Linked DNA regions of Mus musculus: region 2 is linked to region 1. Evidence: chromatin contacts called from public HiChIP or PLAC-seq data. All regions are on one chromosome and are shown on one strand. Each heading gives the region's core, a stretch centred on a gene start, on an enhancer-like site or on the middle of the called end of the contact. The rest is flanking DNA. Distances are from core to core; before and after follow the strand shown.

Region 1 (3,244 bases), core at 78-2,577:
AAGTTTTTAGGCTCAAATGCTCAAAGCAAGTATGAAGTACATGGCATAAGGGAAGCCTGAACTACAGATGTTGCTGTAAACAGACAGATATGTAATTTCTTTACAAATAGGAATGAATCTGTTGTTTTCTGGGAAACATTGGAGAATAGAAACAAGTAACAGATCAGGGCACCTATGCATAAAGAAAATGGAATTTAAAAAGTAATACCAAGGGCTGGAGAGATGGCTCAGTGGTTAAGAGCACCAACTGCTAGTCTGAAGGTCCTGAGTCAAATCCCTGCAACCACATGGTGGCTCAAAACCATCCATAAAGAAATCTGATGCCCTCTTCTGGAGTGTCTGAAAACTGCTACAGTGTACTTACATATAATAAATAAATAAATCTTTAAAAAGGAAAAATATATAATTTTAAAAAATTTGTCACTGTACTGATTAGAAAAGGATCAGGCCTTTCTTTGTAGAAGGAATGGCATTAATGAGATAGTGTTTGACCTTGCCCCTAAGTGCTTTGTTAACTACTGAGATCTATAATGTGACAGACATACACAGAGACAGCTAATGGCATGTGTTTTACATTTCTGAGCTCAATTAAATATGTCAACAAGGATTGCACAAATCTACATAATACAGATCCTAAAATGGGAATTCATTACCCACTGGCTCAAGCTAACCTGTCCAAACAAAACACCCACCAATCTAGTTTTACTAAATTACATGCAGAAATGAATGCAGTCTGTGAAGTTACAAAATCATTCTCACTGCCTGAATCAGGTCCTTCTCCATAACAGTGATCCCTGCAGCACACTCCCTTTTCCTTTGGTCTGTGACCTAGCTCTTGTCTGCACTGTTTTACCTGACAGTGTACACAGTAAGCTGTTCCTCTGGTTCTCGTCCTGCCAAGTGTATTTCCACACACAAGCCCCTGACACAAAGATTTTGTCCAGATGCTGCCAGACAATAAAGTTATTCAGAGGCTACAGCCGGGTCCAAGGAGAGACTAGGTCCACAAAGGAGGGCACAGGTGGCCCGATATACCTGGCTGATGCTTACCATCCATGCGCTGTTAAGACCTACTACACAGGCATCCTTTGCTAAGAAGCTTGCCCCCCCCCCCTTTTTTTATGGGAGATGACTTTGTACTTACCATGTCTGAAGTTCTGAGCTTGCCTGAGCTACCTCGCAGCACTCACTGAAGACAGTAAGAACGCAACACATAGAAACACTCAGGTCACCTGAGTTACAGAGAGAAACTTGAGGGCTTAGTACCAGGAAGAGCCACCTCCTCTTCTGACTGGCAGCTCCGTGTGGGGTTCTGATTGGCTACTGAGTCTTGAAAGACAGGAACACCACCCTTAAAGTTAGAGTGTGTTAAAAGTACACAGCTTAGTGTTTCCAGCCTGGGCCAATCCTTTTTCAGATCTGCGGCTTTGTAGGACAGTAGCAGTAGTGAGTCTCCTCCAATAGCTGATCTGTCTGTTCTCCCGCCAATTCCTTGGGAGGGGCTAAGATTCCAGATCAATGCTGCTTGCCTGCCTGCTTCTCCCCTTTGTGGGCAGTGCCCTTTGTTCATTGCTGTGCAAATTTAGAACTTGCCTGATGTCTAAGCACTGCACTCAGGAGGCACTTCTTCTTCCTGCTAGAATGAAGGTGAATAGCTTGCATAGCCCATCAATCAGCTTACATTGGAGTCACCAATTTGTCCTGCAAGTGGGTGGTTGGTCAGGATATTAGTAATTACAGAAATTAAACAGAGATTTTAGGAAACAAGATCTTGTTCTGTTGCTTCTGACTGGGTTCAGGTCCACTACAAGTATGTTCCACATGATGGTTATGAGCAAACTACAGCACAGAGCAGGAAACACAAGACAGATATTATGGCCTTGCTGGCTTTCCTGGCCTTTGTGGCCATCAGGTATGGACAGAGAACCAAATTAGAGCACAGAGGCAGGGAGATTACTGAGTTTTAGGATCGCCAGTACTGACCTCAGAAATGGGGGTCCAAACACTGCCTACAGGAGTTTTTGGCCCATTGCCTCCAGGGACGTGGGATAACTTCAGGACTGAAGCAGCACTATTATAAAAATACTACAGATCTATTCACATATTACAGACAATGATTATGCAGGAGAAATTAGAATTATGGCTGCCCCATTATAACTGTACCTGCTAACAAAAGAATTGTTCAACTTAATTTAGTTCCCTTGCATCTGCTAAATGTGTGAGAGGACAAGGTGGCTTTGGTTTCACTGATGTGTACTGGGTCCAATCTGTTGCTATTAAGAGACCTAACCTTAAAGTACTAATTGAAGGAAACTGTTTGGAAGGATTAGTAGGCACTGGAGCTGATGTACTCCCTCACCTCCAAAGGACTGGTTATTCCAATGACCCAAAATAAAGTTCAAAACCTAAGATGTATGAAAGGATAATGACCCTGGGACTTAAGAGGACATTCAAGGGCTGGTGAGATGGCTCAGTGAGTAAGAGCACCTGACTGTTCTTCCTAAGGTCCGAAGTTCAAATCCCAGTAACCACATGGTGGCTCACAACCACCTGTAATGAAATATGATGCCCTCTTCTGGTGTATCTGAAGACAGCTACAGTGTACTTACATTAAATAAACAAACAAATAAATAAATAAATAAATAAATAAATAAATAAATCTTTAAAAAAAGAAGAGGACATTGAAAACTGGCTTACTTACTTTAGCAGATGTTTCAAAAAGTAGGTGTAAGATTATTATTGACTTAAAAGATCAGTTTTATAGTATTCCTTTGCATCTTGAGGGTTGTAAAAGGTTTGCATTTGATGTATCTGCTTGTAATTTTAAATAAGCCGCGAAGTGATATCATTGGACTCCCTTCAATGGAATTCCTCAAGGAAGGGTCAGTAGCCCTACATTTTGTCAAAAATTTGTTTCTGCTTCAATATAAGAGGTTAGGACTTTGAATCCTACTCTGTTTATTGATCATGATATGGATATTTTATTAGATTCTTCCTCTGAAAGAGTATTTCTATAGGCCTTTGTTATGATATAAAAAGCTTTAAAATTTTGGGAAAGAAAAGATTCAAAGACAATATCCTTTTCAAGATTTGGGCCATCAGTTATATCCTAAAGAAATTGTTGACCAGAAAATTCAAATAAGAAAAGATAGTTTACTTACTTTAAATTACTTTCAAAAGCTGTTAGGAAATGTTAGTTGGCTAAGACCTCACCTTAAGCTTGCCACAGAAGAACTTAAATGTC
Region 2 (3,385 bases), core at 858-3,357, 760 kb before region 1:
CTAGCTGTCTTAAGTAGGACTTGTAATCTCCAGTCCATATTGAAATTGTTCAAAATAACCTGGGGACTGAACAGGAAATAAACTTATGGATGAGAGCATGTGTGGAATGCAAAACCTGTTTTTGCCTGGCTGGTCTTTGAGCATTAGCCTCACCTGAATCCATGCTGCCATTAAGAAAATTTTCCTAATTAATATTTTAGTTGTATATGGAGTATTTCTTTCTGGGATGACATGTTAATTCTGGGAGAGCTGTCTCTTCTTCCCCATATAGAGATGTTCTAAGACAAGTATGTCGACTCAGGTAGCCTTGATCCTGGTCTGCTGTTCTCCAGGACAATGACCTTGCTTTCCTCTTGATATAAATTTCTAAATTCTTGAGTTAAAGAATGTAGCAAAAAAGTGTTTTATAGTTGCTCATTTGAGTCATATAATGAACTATTCATTTCTTCTACCTTCAGTAGAGAACAGGAACAATAGTTTACTGTTATCTCTGTCAGGTGAAACAGGGCGGGAGCGAGTTAGATCATAGAGAAAACCACAAGAGAATCTGCTCCAGGTGTCACCCTTCTAGAGAAGGATAAGAGTCAGGCAGGGTGAATAATTTTGTAATTTAACAGCATGTATTAAATAATGCATGATATTAAATAAAACTAGATTGGTGGGTGCTTAGTTTGTGCAGGTTAGCTTGAGCCAGTGATAATGAATTTCTGTTTTAGGATCTATACTATATAGATAGAATGTATCAGAAATGTAAAACACATGCCATTAGCTGGAGCTGTGTGTGTCAGATTATAGATCTCAGTAGTTAACAAAGCACATAGGAGCAAGTTCAAATACTATCTTATTAATGCCATTTATTCTACGAGGAAGAGCATGATCTTTTTCAAATCAGTACAGTAATATATTTTTTCAGTTATTTTTATCTTTTTAAAAAGTTATTTTTTGGTACTACTTTTTAAATTTCATTTTCACTATCCATACGTGACCTCTTACATGTTTCTGTTCTCCAATATTGACCCCAAATTAAGAATATCATTCCTATTTTTAAAGAGATTTCATATCTGTCTGCTTAGAGAAACATCTCCTGTAGCTTTTTCTTTATGCCATGGAGTAAAGACTTGCTTTGAACTCCGAATCCTGCCTCTGCTGCCCAGGGCTTGGAAAACATTCCTACAGCTGCTTTCAGGCTGGGTTCTGACTGATCAGTGAGCCAAAAGACACCAGGGAATGAGTGTTGTCTAACCTCCCTGGGTGACAGGGTTACAAGTTAGGGGATTACAAATAAAGAGGGACAGGTATAAGGTTGAGTTCACTGACCAACTTTGAAGCTGGTCTACTTGCAGCACAGAAGAGGAGGAGGAATAAGGTAGGTGAGGCCTTTCTGCTTTGGCAGTAGTTGACATTCACCATGAGGAGTCAAGGAATCAATTTTACACAATCAGTAAAATTCCATACTGGCCATCTTGTGGCATTTCCCAGATTAGGGCAATGACAAATGAGATCACAGGCCCTGACCATTACAGCATATTGCTGGCTTACCTCACCATCTACCCCAGGAGTAGGACAGCCAATCTCCCAGCTGTCATTCTGTATGCAATCCAATCATTTGGGAACTGGCCTTTTCATCTATCATTAATCCTCCTGACCTGGCTCTTGCTTCTCCCCTCCTTCCTCTCTTCACAAGGTCCAAGGTCATGTCTACTCTATATTTTCCCAGGTACAAATGGGTCTGGCTATGTTCTCACTTTGTGTATAATATACTTTCTACTCCAACATACCTAGGAGCAGTGATGTCTTTTTTTAAAAAATATCTTCTTTTTCTACCTTTTTCTCGCCCAATGGCTGCTTTTAGTCTTAAAATTCAAACCCACTTTCACTTTGAAATTTTTGTTAATATATGAATTGGATTGCAGGTTGGCTGCAGGACTTCCCCAGTAAGTAGTATAGATGACTGTAGTGGGTATTGCATGCATAATTGAATATACAAAGAAAGGACCCTGGGCCTTTAAAATGGAAATTACTTGGTTTGCGGGACTAGATCGTTCTTTTAAATGTAAATATTCCAGACTAGGGCTCTGTCTGCTTGTAGGGTGTAACTGCAGAGTTTGGGAGGTTTTAGCTATCTAAATCTTTTGCTCTGTGATCCCACAGTGAAGGAGCTGCTGTTGCCCTGAAGCCCAGCTGACTTTTCCATGCTAATGAGGGACTATGGGCAGGACTAACAATCAGGAACACTAGGGGAAGGTAGCTTACAGGTTCTTTACAGGATTCTCCTCAGATGCATCTGTTAAAAGCTGCCTGGAAGACCACAAGCCATCCCCTGGTTATTATAGTAATCTCTGTTACAGTACAGTAGGAGCAAGTCTGCAGAGCTATTTGAGTCCGATCTGCTGATTCTAAATGGACTGTGGATCACAGTTTGGTTCTGTTGGTCCATGTGGTGATCATAGCAGAGGCCCTTGTCCTTTGACTTCCTGACTGTGGATTTACAGGGGTAGGGGTGGCTCGGTAGCCCTGGGAGTGGGAATGTATGGAACTTAAATGTGACTATGCAGTATGCACATACAGGCATTGCCTTTGGTGTGCCGTAGGACAACATTGGAAAAGTAATGGTTTGATTTCTAGAATTCATGACCCTTCTGTATTCAGTTTTGTGTTTCTAGTTTTATAAATAGTTTAGAAGGTAGTAGTAAAGAGCTGTCAGCGATCATCCTTCAGAAATATTTGATTAGATTCCTTTTACCTTTCTGTTACCTATTGTCAAAATGGTGTGATTCACAGAACTTCAATTCTTGGTTACAAAAGAAGCTTCTGACATGCAGAAGTTTCTCAGGTGTTGCTGGTGCTGGGTGGGTGGATAGGACAGACTGGAGCATAATGCATATGGCAGGAAGCAGACATTAAATTATCATTCAGCATTTTTTTTTTTTTTTGTATATGGGCTCCCGTGGGCCGGTTTAGCCTGAGAGTACAAAGGGTCATGAACAGCTGTAGAACAATAGCTCAACTTTCTGATCATCTACAATGACAGAGAGAACTCTGGAGCATGGGGCCTCTCTGTTTGGAAGTCAGATCGGTAGTAACTGTAGGGTCAGATTTATAACAGTTTAGGGGTGACTTTGAGTTATTTTTATTGGAGGCAGGAAATATGATTTTATTTTATTTCTATACACATCCTAGCACAGGTAACATTAGTCAAGGTCACATTGTTCCTGGTGTAGTTGCCTTAGTTATTGAAGAAAAGTTGAAAATTGGTCACGTGGAAATGGGCAGAGGAAGCTTTCCCTGATATTGTGTGGCAGTTCTGTGGCCTACTATGAGACTGTCCTGTCTAGGAAAACAGATAGTGGGCTTGTTCTTTAGACAGACTGCTTGGTCTTTGGGA

What was found. HiChIP or PLAC-seq counts read pairs in DNA pulled down with a chosen protein or histone mark.
Region 2: a contact with region 1 is called in an H3K4me3 HiChIP or PLAC-seq map of embryonic stem cells, with 15 times the contacts expected there. The contact joins two enhancer-like sites. A contact is called at or near these places in 2 of 115 datasets of contacts at active chromatin or transcription factors (embryonic stem cells and stem cell-derived neural progenitor cells) and 2 of 9 other capture datasets (adipose tissue and liver).

The regions. Positions count from the first base shown.
Region 1 is chr2:177,072,259-177,075,502 of GRCm38.p6, reverse strand. No RefSeq gene overlaps it. Among named protein-coding and RNA genes, the nearest start is that of Gm14413, 95 kb to the left of the region's middle. Within about 2 kb of position 1,327, at least 31 of the 459 cell types and tissues checked have an H3K27ac peak or open chromatin away from gene starts, as enhancers often do. A contact at or near this core is called in embryonic stem cells, where this site is marked.
Region 2 is chr2:177,835,038-177,838,422 of GRCm38.p6, reverse strand. The region is part of intron 1 of Gm14325 (predicted gene 14325); the gene reads left to right. Among named protein-coding and RNA genes, the nearest start is that of Gm14325, 3.6 kb to the left of the region's middle. Within about 2 kb of position 2,107, at least 7 of the 459 cell types and tissues checked have an H3K27ac peak or open chromatin away from gene starts, as enhancers often do. A contact at or near this core is called in embryonic stem cells, where this site is marked.